Linked DNA regions of Drosophila melanogaster: region 1 is linked to region 2. The links are chromatin contacts, called in public Hi-C maps. All regions are on one chromosome and are shown on one strand. The core of a region is the stretch at or near the end of the contact, and the rest is flanking DNA. Distances in the headings are between cores, read along the strand shown.

The links. Hi-C and Micro-C count contacts between places; a contact is called where the count stands out from the background.
Region 1: a Hi-C map of the Kc167 cell line shows a contact between it and region 2, with 1.8 times the contacts expected there.

Annotation. Positions count from the first base shown.
Region 1 is chr3L:18,750,586-18,756,724 of dm6, forward strand. lncRNA:CR45938 (long non-coding RNA:CR45938) reads right to left here and starts at 3,500. Exons shown (of 1, transcript NR_133269.1): 1 at 3,212-3,500. ftz-f1 (ftz transcription factor 1) reads right to left here. Exons shown (of 10, transcript NM_079419.3): 4 at 5,071-5,288; 5 at 4,549-4,919; 6 at 3,992-4,048; 7 at 3,729-3,927; 8 at 2,600-2,858; 9 at 2,433-2,533; 10 at 1,164-2,310. The coding sequence ends at 2,161.
Region 2 is chr3L:17,616,037-17,621,677 of dm6, forward strand. It overlaps Eip74EF (Ecdysone-induced protein 74EF), which reads right to left and starts at 3,289. Exons shown (of 8, transcript NM_168740.3): 1 at 2,615-3,289. It overlaps Vps60 (Vacuolar protein sorting 60), which reads right to left and starts at 5,589. Exons shown (of 5, transcript NM_001275065.1): 1 at 5,274-5,589; 2 at 5,065-5,216; 3 at 4,693-4,858; 4 at 4,383-4,613; 5 at 4,087-4,321. The coding sequence starts at 5,342. The coding sequence ends at 4,259.

The DNA of each region.
Region 1 (6,139 bases), core at 2,250-4,749, 1.1 Mb after region 2:
ATAATAATAAAGCATATGAAATCAATTGATCAAATATGCATTGTAGTTTTAGGTAGTTTTGTTTCTAGTTAAATGATTTTTTTTTTTTGCATTTTTAACAGTTTTTCAAACTTAAAGTGTGTGTGTTGCTTGCATTTATATTAATCATTTAATGTATAACTGTTAGATCCTTTTACTTTTTATGGGTTTATAGTATATATATAGATTTCTTAATAGTTAAAATCACTTTTCATTTGCAATAACAGGTTCACATCGTAATCAATTTTACAATAAACATACCTAACGCCATTCATACCTGAATAAACATTTATATATTTGTATGTGTATATCGATCCCTTCATCTCCTCCCTTTTTTTTTTAACGTGTTTTCAACAACATGCCGCCAGCGTTACGTTAGACGTCAACAATTTTGCCCTTTACTTATAATCATTAAATATAACTGATCCACTATCTAGCCAACTCGCATTGCCAACTTTTACATTATTTACCCATATTTTCTTTACTTTTTTACACTTTATAATACATATAGAAGTTAGACATACCAGCTAGAGACCTAAATATATATTATATACCTAGGCAAACCTATATAGATGTTGTCGTGCTTTCGTTTTTTGTATTTTTTGTCCCCTACTAAACTTGCGTCTGCCAGAATTTTATATTATTTTCGTGAATCTTTCTGCTACCTCTGATTTTTTACACCTCGTTAAACGTTTGTTTTTTTTTACACGCTGCCTTTAAATTTGAAATGTGTGTGGTAATTTGTTTCTGTTTACTGAATTTAGAGCTTAAACTTTTTTTTAATTTTATAAGGTACGTTTTGTTTAAGCGCAATGCCTAGGCGAGAATTAAGGCAATGATTAGATCCGAACAAATTAAATGCAAATTTTGAAATTCCGAGAAGCTTTTGGGTCATTACATTAACTAATTGAACAATTTTTGAATCCTTTGCCAGGTAACTTAATATTCGAATTAAAAGTTGACCCATTAATAGATATTCATTAAAAATAGTTTATTTGGTTTGTTTATTCCGATTTTGATTTTTACAATATTCAAGTTCTTCTTTAATTCGATTTCTTTTCCGCCTCATTGCCCAAATTCATGACTAAACATCTTTTACTTTTAGTTTTAAAGTGTTATACAGCTTTTTTTAAATTGTTATAATTGGATTTTATCGCTTTCCTTGCACAAAATATATTTTGTATTTTAAATATAAGCTTTACAATTTGTTTGTTGTTGACATTGAAACAATTACATCTTGGTTGAAATTTACAAATAGTTGAAACTCGCTGCTAAATTTAAATATACATGTAAGTATATATTTTCTATATAGTTTTTAACACGACCTTTATTAATTTATATAATTTCTTGCTCTTCATTATCTTGTTGTAGGTAGTTGTTTGCATTGTTTTCTTACACTTAGATGAAATTACAATTATAATATACACATACATTCATACCATGAACACCTAAATTTGCTTTGTTTTCATTTTCTTTGTATGGATTTTCCAATATTTTTTTTGTTGCCATTAGATTAGACGCAAATACTATGCAAGACACTTGGCGCAAAAAAATACAAGAATCGATCTTCAAGTGGGAACGATACTAATTTCAAAACTATAGTATAACCAAATTCTAATTAAAAAATATGTAGGACGCTAAAAGTACGCCAATTTACATAAAAATATATATAGATTTGTATCCATAAGTATCGTATTCATATAGGTATATAAAAATAAAATTTCTCATGCTTCTTTTGTTTTGTAATGCCTAAAAAAGTGTGTTTCTCCTTGCCGTATTTAAATTTAAATCCATACATCTACTACATATTCTCGTTTAGGTTCAAGTGTTTTAAAATTGCTTTATCAGGGACTACAAATAAAACACGAATTAATTTAAGACAAATTAATTAATTAGTTAAACGTAAACTAGACCTAACCGTAAACGTAATAATAATTAACATTGAATCAACAAATGTGTGCATGTGTGTGTATAGGTGTGATAGTTGGTGGTAGTAGTGATGATGCATTCCCATATTCATAATACGGAATTCTGCTGTATCCTTCGTTCGCCTTCCATGACCCGGTTGCCCCGAGGGCCTTCCCGCCTTGTTATTTACATTTCATAAATGATTAAGTATTCCGTGTCACGTTCTCCCGGCCTCTATCCCTTGCGCTTGGCGTGCAGCATCTCCATGAGCAGCGTTTGGGTGGGCGCACTGCCGGCACAGTGCTTGGTGTACAGGTGATCCTCGCCGCGAACGGCCATGGCATGGATTTCCGGTAAGATGTTAACTAGCCCTCTGAATTTGTCCTGCAATTAGGCGAAAGAGAATCGTTGCTTAGAGTTGTTTGTACGCAATTTACAAATGATTTCAAAAGTAAATGGTTTTTAGCTCAGATACCCTACACATTAAAACTGAATCCTTTACTCACATTCACTGACGGATAGCAGGTGAGGGTGTAGTCCAGCAAAGCGGCTTGCACATTATCATGTCCCTCGGAGACGGTCTTCCGGTTGACAATACCCCGTACACCTATGGGAAATATTCAAGGGTTTAAGAAGGTTGTCAATCTGCACCGCGCAACTTATACGGCCTTACTTGGATTCAACAGGATTAGGAATTTCATGCAGACATAGTCGCCCATATCGAATTTCAGGTCCTGCAGCTTGTTCTGCAGCTCGTTGAAGTAATCGCCCAGCTGTGGCACTCCCAACAAACCCAGACTCATCAGATTGAACACCTGACCATTGTTCAGTTGCGTCTCGTCGGGCAGGCCGTTATGGATTCGATGATGCAGGTGATCCAGAACAAGCATGTCCGACCAGGAATGCTGCAGCAGCTTCATTTGGTCGTCGACCTAAATTAAAAAATATAAATAAAATTTTATTAGTAAATTGGAAATGAAAAAAGACTTAAACATAACAGGCGCGGTTGCCACTATGCATAAAGAAGGTTTAAAAGCCGTTTTAATTAATAAGATAATAAGATATTTCCATACATCATATAGATATTTCCATCATCATATTTCCATACAACAATCATCAGTTTTGCTGATTAATAATATTAATACAATTTTCCTTTTAGTAGTTCTAATAATGATAGCTAATTCATTTGAACCAATAAACCTTTCGTATACAATAATTTTTAGTAGATTTACTTATTTTTTTAAATGTTTTTTTAAATAGAGTGATCTCAGTTTAGTTTCAGTTTATAGTAGCAACCGCACGCTCAATAGTCAATAGATACATTTTGTATGATGATATGGTATGTAGATAAGTTAAGGCCTAGTTTTGGATGCTCTGGTATTACAACACGTCGTCTCTTTCTCTTGGGGATTCTCTCGGTTTCGCTCTATGTCACTGTCTCTGTCTCAGTCTCCGTTTCAGTTTCTCCGCTCTTGATGGGCTGTGGTATGGGTGAGCACATCAGTTGCGTCATTGAGCGAGAGACGCTGCTGCTTGGCTGACTGACTGGTTCAGCTTTGCTGGCTAAGTAGGTCAGACGCCAAATGAAATCGAAATTCAATGCACATTCTGCCGGCGTCGCTGTCGACGTCGCTTTCAGTTGTCGGTGGTTTACATAACATGCCGCAGACTTGGCCCCTAGTTTGAAAACTGGTTTTTGGCTTTGAACCATGTTGCTGCTGTCTGTGTTTGCTGATTTTCTGATTTCTGATTTCTGATTTTTGATTTACTCGATGTGAGGATATCGGGGTGTTGGTCCATACCTTCAGATCCTTGAAGAAGACGGTGTTCCGTGCCCAGTCTACTTGCGAGAACAAATTCTGGTCGAGCACTTTGCACATCAGCTCGAAGAGATCCACTTCCACCTGGTTGTAGGTTTGCTTCTGCAGCAGGGCAAACAGTTGCGTCTGCCATTCCCGATCGTCAATAGATTGCACAAATTCACGAATCATCGGTGAGACTCTGCATGAATAATAATGTGATTAAATGGATCTCAAGACTTCAATTTACGCCAGCAAAAACCCACCTTAATGGCTCGATTAGCGCGTCGGCTGTGCTCGATGGATGTGTGCCAGAATCGAAGCTTTTTGGTAGAAAACAAAAGATATAGGAAAAGTTATAAATTAAAGTTCAGATCACTTCTAATTGGAGAGCTCATCAAGTGATAACTAAGCAATTCGTAAAAGGGCAGTTTGATGAAGACTTTAATTGGAGATCTATAATATCATTATCAGATATATATTTAAATATAGAAACCGAAGCTCATATAATATCTGATAATGAATACAAATATTTCCAATTAAATGTATATACTCTTCTTCTGTACAAGGAAATCGTTCAAGGTTTGTACATTTTTTACAATACATCTTTTTTTTTCAAGTCTAATTATTATATTATATTGATTATTATATTGATATGACTGCCCTTTTCCACACTTGCTGCATGATCAGGTTGAATCCTTTTCCACAAATATGCTTATGTAACGAAAGTTTCTTTTCAATGTTTGTTGAAGTTCGTTTGTCGTTTAATTTGGTTTGAGTTCGAATATTCATTGAGTTTTGTTCTGGCTTTTGGGCTAAATACCACAATTTCGAGTCGGCCGTGTTCTGCAGAGATCCTATTCCAGCCTCGTGGCAACTGCTGTTGCCATTGCCGCCGTTGCGATGCAGGCCATCGTTGGAATTGGTTCCTCCTCCTCCGCCGCCCGCATTATTGCCACCTCCTCCTCCGGACGTTCCGTTGCCCGTGCTGCTGTTGTTGTTGCCGTTGCTGCTGCCGTTGCTGCTATTGCCGTTGCCCACGGAACTTGGTCCGTTCAGACCACCGCCCCCACTGCCGCCAGTGCCGGCGTTCATGGGCGTGGCTATAACACCGCCCGTGCTCGCGTTCACCTGTCCCAACGCAATTGCTATGGGGCTGGGCGACGAGTCCGGAGATTGGGTGAGTGAGGATACCTGAAGATATAAGCAGAAATTCGTTCATAACTATAGGTTGTATTCCATAAATCTTAAATATCAATTGTATGCCAAAGCGATGACAACGATGAAAGCAATCAAAACGACCAAAAGTATTATTGAGAAAAACAATCCTGATCGCATCGCTCACCTGAGGTATTTGAATTTCCTGCTTAATGTTCATATTTGGATATGCTTGCTGGTAGCCCGGCGAGATCGGCGTTGGCTTGATGTCCGGACCCATCGAGTTGCGCAGCGCTTGCAGCGCCAACTGCCGCTGCCGCATCACTTGCAACTTCCGCGCGCGATCCCGTTTGTACATGGGTCCGAATTTGTTGCGTCCACCACGCATTCTATCCGCTCGAACAGCTGCAAGAAAACACATTTGCAAATGAGTATGAATGAGTTTCGAAGTAGAAAATGATTCTTGGTAAAAGAATTAATTCTGTTCTCAATTTCCTAACAAAATTCCCTTATCTCTCAAATCTGATTTGTTGACTACGGGAACCTTCGTGAAAATCGGAGAAGTTCCTAAACTAGGAAATAAACAGATATTCTTAGCAATGTAAAATAGTTAAACAAATTAATGAGCACCCAGTTTTCATGAAACACCCATTCCCCGTTGATTTTCAATGGTTCTACACAATTTTGAACATTTTCAACATTTCCCACTTAACTGACCCACAATTCGGGCTGGCAAAATTGCAACGCGAGGGGGTTAGCATCCTATTCGTTTCATACATGCTCCTCATTAAAAGCCAACTCATAACAACGCTTCACAGAAACAAACGCACACTATCAACAGCAGGGTGCACATGCATACGCACATATGGGCACGCACATGGGAAATATGGTTACATACACATATTGCGCATACGCCGCTTTGTACAACAGTAGTAAAACAAAAACTGTACAACGCACATCTGTGTATTTACTTGCGTTAGTGTGTGAGAACACGCTAAATGAAACGCAATAAAAATGCGCTTCTTATGGCGCAGCACGAAAAATGAGCGTAAAGTGTGCAGAGAAATAAAATCGTTGGAATATCAACTTCATAGGAAACAAAAGTCAAAATCAAAGTTTTGTATTCATTATCTCTAATTTGGAAAAGTGATAAGTAGATTTCCTACCAACAGCCGATAATATATTTTACTACATGTAAATCGTAGTTATTATTAGCAACTACGTTTTAAATATTATATTACCTCTTCTACTTCTAC
Region 2 (5,641 bases), core at 2,039-4,538:
CGTTGGCCGCTTATCAGTTGGCCAAAGCAAACAAGATCACGGAATGCCATTCACAGCTTAGCCGATTGGCCAGATTACTAGGGCTTTGTCCAAATTTTATGACTCTAGAAGCCATTCGAGTTTTGAGCTAACCGTAAATCATGCTGATGTATGGTTTGAGAATGAGGAAGTTCGACTTGGGGGCTCAGCAAATAGACTTAAAAATGCACAAAACAGAAGTTATTGTTAGGTACTTTTTGGCTTCAAATGTAAATATGTATGACAAGGATGAGAGTTAATACTTTTAGATAATTGAAAGAATTTCCAAGCATGTTTTTTGATATTCCCAGTATTAAATTTTCAAGGATATTTTAAAACTTGAAACTTCCGTAAGAATACATATTGTATTAGTTCCTTGTGGAAAATAAAATAAAGTTAAAAATAAAGAACATTTAATGAATATTAAATAGCCTTTTTTTTTGCATAATTGATACTTATTATTAATTTGCGAAAACTGTGATCTTTCTAAATAAGTAAATATTGTTTTCCTAAATAACTGTCACTTTTGACTTTGTCACCAAAGAGTTTAGCACTTCCCACTCCTGCACCTGTGCACCATGCCACCCCCATCACTCCCACATAATTCCTACTTATCGCTATATATCCGAAGTGAAATACAACGGATACCCCGCTGCAGCATTAGCATTAGTGGTGGAAAAAGGCAAGAAAAGCGAGTACTTTGGGTACAGATACGCCGGCAACTAGTATGATTTGGGCATGTGTGCGCGGACATAGACAATACCTAGTATATATTTTGAATGGTGCGCTTTGTATCGCCCTCCGAATGTGTCTAGAGCTTCAATAGCAGGCCAGGGTCATGCGACATGGGAGGAAAACTGAACTGAACTAGCGCGAAACTGAGCGAACTCGGGCGATTGTATCTGTGTGAGTGCGTGCTTATGTGTGTGTGTTTGTGTCTATTGATATTCGAGGGTTTGTTGGTGTGCGTGTGCTGTGTACGTAGTGCCCGTTATCGGAAGAAAACGCCAAAAGCTCGCGTTCATTGCCTTTGCAAACGTTTTCGACCCGTCCCTCTCCACACTCCACTCTCCTCTCCGACGATCACTATCTCGTTCTCTCTATCTGCGCTCTCCCTCGCTCCATATCACATTAAGATAGTTTTGGTAGAACTTTACTTTTAACTTTATTTTTGTAGCTACTAAATTGGGATTATCTTTGATTTAGTGAAGAATCCAAATTAATTTTGAGCCAGCGCTCTACTCGAAACTTTCTTATCAGCAGAGGGCTATCGCGTTTGTTTGGCAAATCCCATTTGGATTTTGTTTTCAAATATTTTTGTTCCTTGTTTTGGTTTTATTTTTGGCAAATGGGAATGGGGGAATGGCAATGTTTGGTGAGGTTGGTCAGTGATTCTGTTGCTCAGCGGCAAATGGAATAAATTTTAGGAAGTACGTATTTTCAGGGCCCTCAGGTCAGGCAGTATTATTTATTGCCCCCTTCGAAGGCCGATCGCCTAACTTTGACTTGCAAATCTGAATAGGTTTTTTATCTCAGCTTGTGGTTAACCAAATTGAGTAGAAAAACGAAACGGATTGACATGTAGCATTTACAAAAAACGTAATAAAATAGCAAAATATAATTTATTTGCTGTGGCTGGCGCTTTTATTGATCGCTTCTTCACTTTGTATCGAATTCTGTTAATTGGCTAAAACCCAAACTCAAGTCTTAACTGGGCCAGCGCTTTGGGCTGTGAAATTCTAGAAGGGCGGGGATTATCCAAAATCAAACATGCAAAAAGTTTTCTTGCCAAATTGAAATTCAGCGAATTTGGTTTTTTTTTCCTCAATTCTGGGATTAGTCATGCCCGCATTAAAAATAAATAAAAGGGTAGTGGGAAAATGTGCATGACCAAATATTTATTTCAATTATTGCACTGTAATGTAATGCATTACAATTTTTAGATTCATATCTTAATTGCTTAAAAATGGAAAAAAACGATACAATTAAATATGTATTCTTATTGAAAAAGTTTGCAAGTCATTTCAAATTAATAATGCATAATGACATTCCTACAAGTTTGATATGTGTGGAGCTCTTATCAATGCAAAGTGTGTTAGAAAATTTAACACCACCTAAACTATATTACCAATTGAAAATATTATATTTTATATAATGCAATCTCGTAAACAAAGCAAGCGTTTCGCACATTTTCTTTGAAAACATGTCAAATACTCGATATGTTAACAAAGAAAAGCTTTTATTAGTACTAATTCTATAATATAATTCTAGTACACAAAATGATCCTGCAGATTTTAGCAACTATTATTAAAGGATATTTTCGCTGGAGGCGCAGGCATTTTTCCCACCCACTTTTCACCCCGATCTTCTTCCTCCTAAAATTTTCAACACTTTCACGAACTTTCAAGTATGTAGCTATACATGCGTCTATGTGCAATGTATGTATGTGCACCGATGACGAAATAAATAGAGAGCTTTTTTTTGCGCCATTCGCTTCCTGCATTCGAGGCAACTCCGCTGCCGCGGCGAATGCAACGCTGCGTATGAGCGATCTGCTGGTCGAAAGGAAAACAAGGTTCTGGAATTAGTCACTTACCATCTCAAGCAAAAGTAATCCAATTGGCGATATATCCATAATGTTCCGGCAACGGCAGAAAAAAATCATATACCCTATTGCCTCGAAGTTTCTATCAGTTACTTTGCGATTTATCACTTAATTTCTAAAATTCTTGTGTAAATATGTATAAACTTTCAGGCACTTTTCTTTATGGGGGCGGGGGCGTGGTCAGGGGAGGGCGGGAAAAGCCGACCAAAGGCTGTCAGATGCCACCAGATATTTGGATTAATTAATTGACATTTTAATCATCACGCTAAGGCCACTTGAACAGCGAGATTTCTTCGCGCGATTTTTGCTGCTTCAGAACTCTTTGTAACGCATTTTATTTGTTTGATATTTTGGGATTGCACTTTTGATCGGTAGCAAAGCGTTTAATTAGCGACGCGACGGCGGCGACGACGACGGTGGGCGGGAAAAGTGGGCGGGCGGGCGAGCGGGCGTTCTGTCGGTTGGCGCGAACGCTGCAGTTACAGTTACGTTTGAACAATTGATTTTTGTTGCTGCTAATTTGTTTTGTTGTTTGGTTTTTGTTATGCGTGTTTGAAAAGCGAAGGTTTTCCTCTTCGCATTCGAATCGCTCGAATCAGAGTTGGGGCAAAATTTGCGACTGTCCGTTACAGCAGTCAAAAGACAACTAAACGGCGAACAAGCGTATTTTTGCACACAGGCACTGCGCTGCACTGAGACCCGCTCACGCACACCAGCGCACCTCCACCTCGCGACGACAACGGCAGAGAAACGCTCAAGTTCACGCTCTGAACTTCAAAGCTCGTTAGCGTAGAGAGCGCAAGCGAGGCTAAGAGAGCGGAATGCAATTGCAATTGCAGGGAGAGCCAAAGAGAGTAGGGAGCTACAGTGCATCCTCTGTACGTCGAAATTGTGGGAAATAGTTTTTGTTTTTGCGTACTTTATTTCCAACAACACCTTATTTAATTTCAAGGCCAAAAAATATATTAACATTGCTTTGCGTTCGATTAACGCTAAATCCATTTCAATTACAATGCGGCGGAAACTCATTCAGCAAGTATTCTGCTTTCTCAAAAAAGTAAGCAGTACATTATACTCACTTTTATACTCAAAAACTTACTTAAATTGAAAATATCGTAATTCAATGGCAAGCTTCTTCTTACCTGTTCTGCAAGCTCACCAAATTTTGTTTGAAATGAGTTTTTGACTTAAGTGTTTATCACGTATACGTACAGCTGTACATCCGATCAAAAAAGGGTCAAACTATTTAATTTACAATTTAAACTATATTAATTGATTTAACCGCTGGATAAAAACTAAAGAACGAATGTTTCATTGTTAAAATTTTTAAGCACAAACCTAATAAATAATAAATAATAATAATTTCTTTCCCTGAATTAAGTGAAAGTTTGAAGTTGAAATATATTAATGTTTTTTCACTATATATATTAACTTTCATAAATTAACCAATATAATGCGTCATTAGTGTGGCGTGATAACTAAACGGCTATTTATTGAAAAAACAAATGGTTACAAAAGTGAGACTTGAGAGGGAATCTTTGATGGCTCCATTACACATAAAATATACAAAGCGTGCCCAAGGTTCAACAAAGGATAAAGAATGGAAACATGAGAGCTGGCAGCTTGGCAGCTTGCCTATGTGGTCTTCAGCGATGTCGGAATCTTGGGCAAGCCGAACTCATCCGTTTCAATGGTGCTCTGTAAGAAATTAGCTCGTTAGTAAGCAATCAAGCTGCTATCCATATAAGCAGCATTATACCTTTCCAGGGACGATGCTGTCAGCTCCCGGCTCTCGACTCGGCGCCTCCGGAGCCTTGACCACGTCATCCAAATAGCTGGTGTCATCGTCCAAGGCAATCTCATCGCCCAGAGCATCCAACTCGGCCTGCAGGTCGTCGTCATCCACCTCAGGCATGCCGTACGTGCGGCCCAGTGCCTCCTGCACCTCGTCCGCCTGCTCAAACATATCAGCCATGTCGTCTTGGATGTCCTTTAGGCAAAAGGATAAAAATTAATTTATGTTCATATTTCTGGGACATTTCCATCTCTTTCCAGCTAACTATGCTTACCTCGATCTGGTCGATGTTGATCTTCTTGTACTCGGTCTTCATCTGCTTGACTCCATCCTTCATGGCCGCCACGGTGGCCTGAGTATCCTTCAAGGATTGCGCCGCATAGTTGGCCTGTTCCATGTTGAACGACTGGTTGCGCAGAGATTCTGCCTGCTGTTCGTAGCTGTGTAGGAAACAAATAAAGTTCAAAATGGTTTAAAATACTCATTTAGAACAGGACACAATAAAAAAATTGATTGTGGATGTAAATTTCATAAGGTAATGGAACTTATAGATTAGGAAATGATAATTTCAAATGTCTGGAGAAGAGTAACACTGGAGGTTTGGAATATAATCGATACTAGGCAGTGGGTGGGGCATTGAACGTACGCCTTCTTTTGTTTGAGAACCCGGAGGGCCTTCTGTTTCACGGAGTTCTTGGCAGGACCTTCTCGCATCTTGGACATTTGTTCGCGGTATTTGCGCAGCTCTGCCTCCAGATTACTGATCTTCTCTTCGATGTTTGTTGCTCGGGCATCGACCTGTTGAGTGTAATAAATTGTTATTTGCTTTGTTTTCTCCATGATTTCGACACTTACCCCGGCGATGCAATCGTTTAGACTTGGACCCGGCTCCTTGGGCTTACCACGACCAAAAAGGCGATTCATATTGACTGCTTTATTATTTTAACTACAACACGCAAAATTTATGGGAAATTTGTGGGTTTTCCACTTTAATTCGTTCTACAAATTTTGTTTGATGACTAATTGTCTTCTTCTTTTTCCTATACCAATCAGCTGTTTGGACCGTACAGTGTTGGTGGGCAGCACTGTTTGGCAGGTCTGTCAACCAACGACTTATTGTTCTTAAATGAAACTGTTTTTATTGTAATTTGGAAAGATAACTCATTCGAACTGGTTTGTTTAACTGGTTCGATATTTAGCTTATATGTCGTTCAATTTTAGGA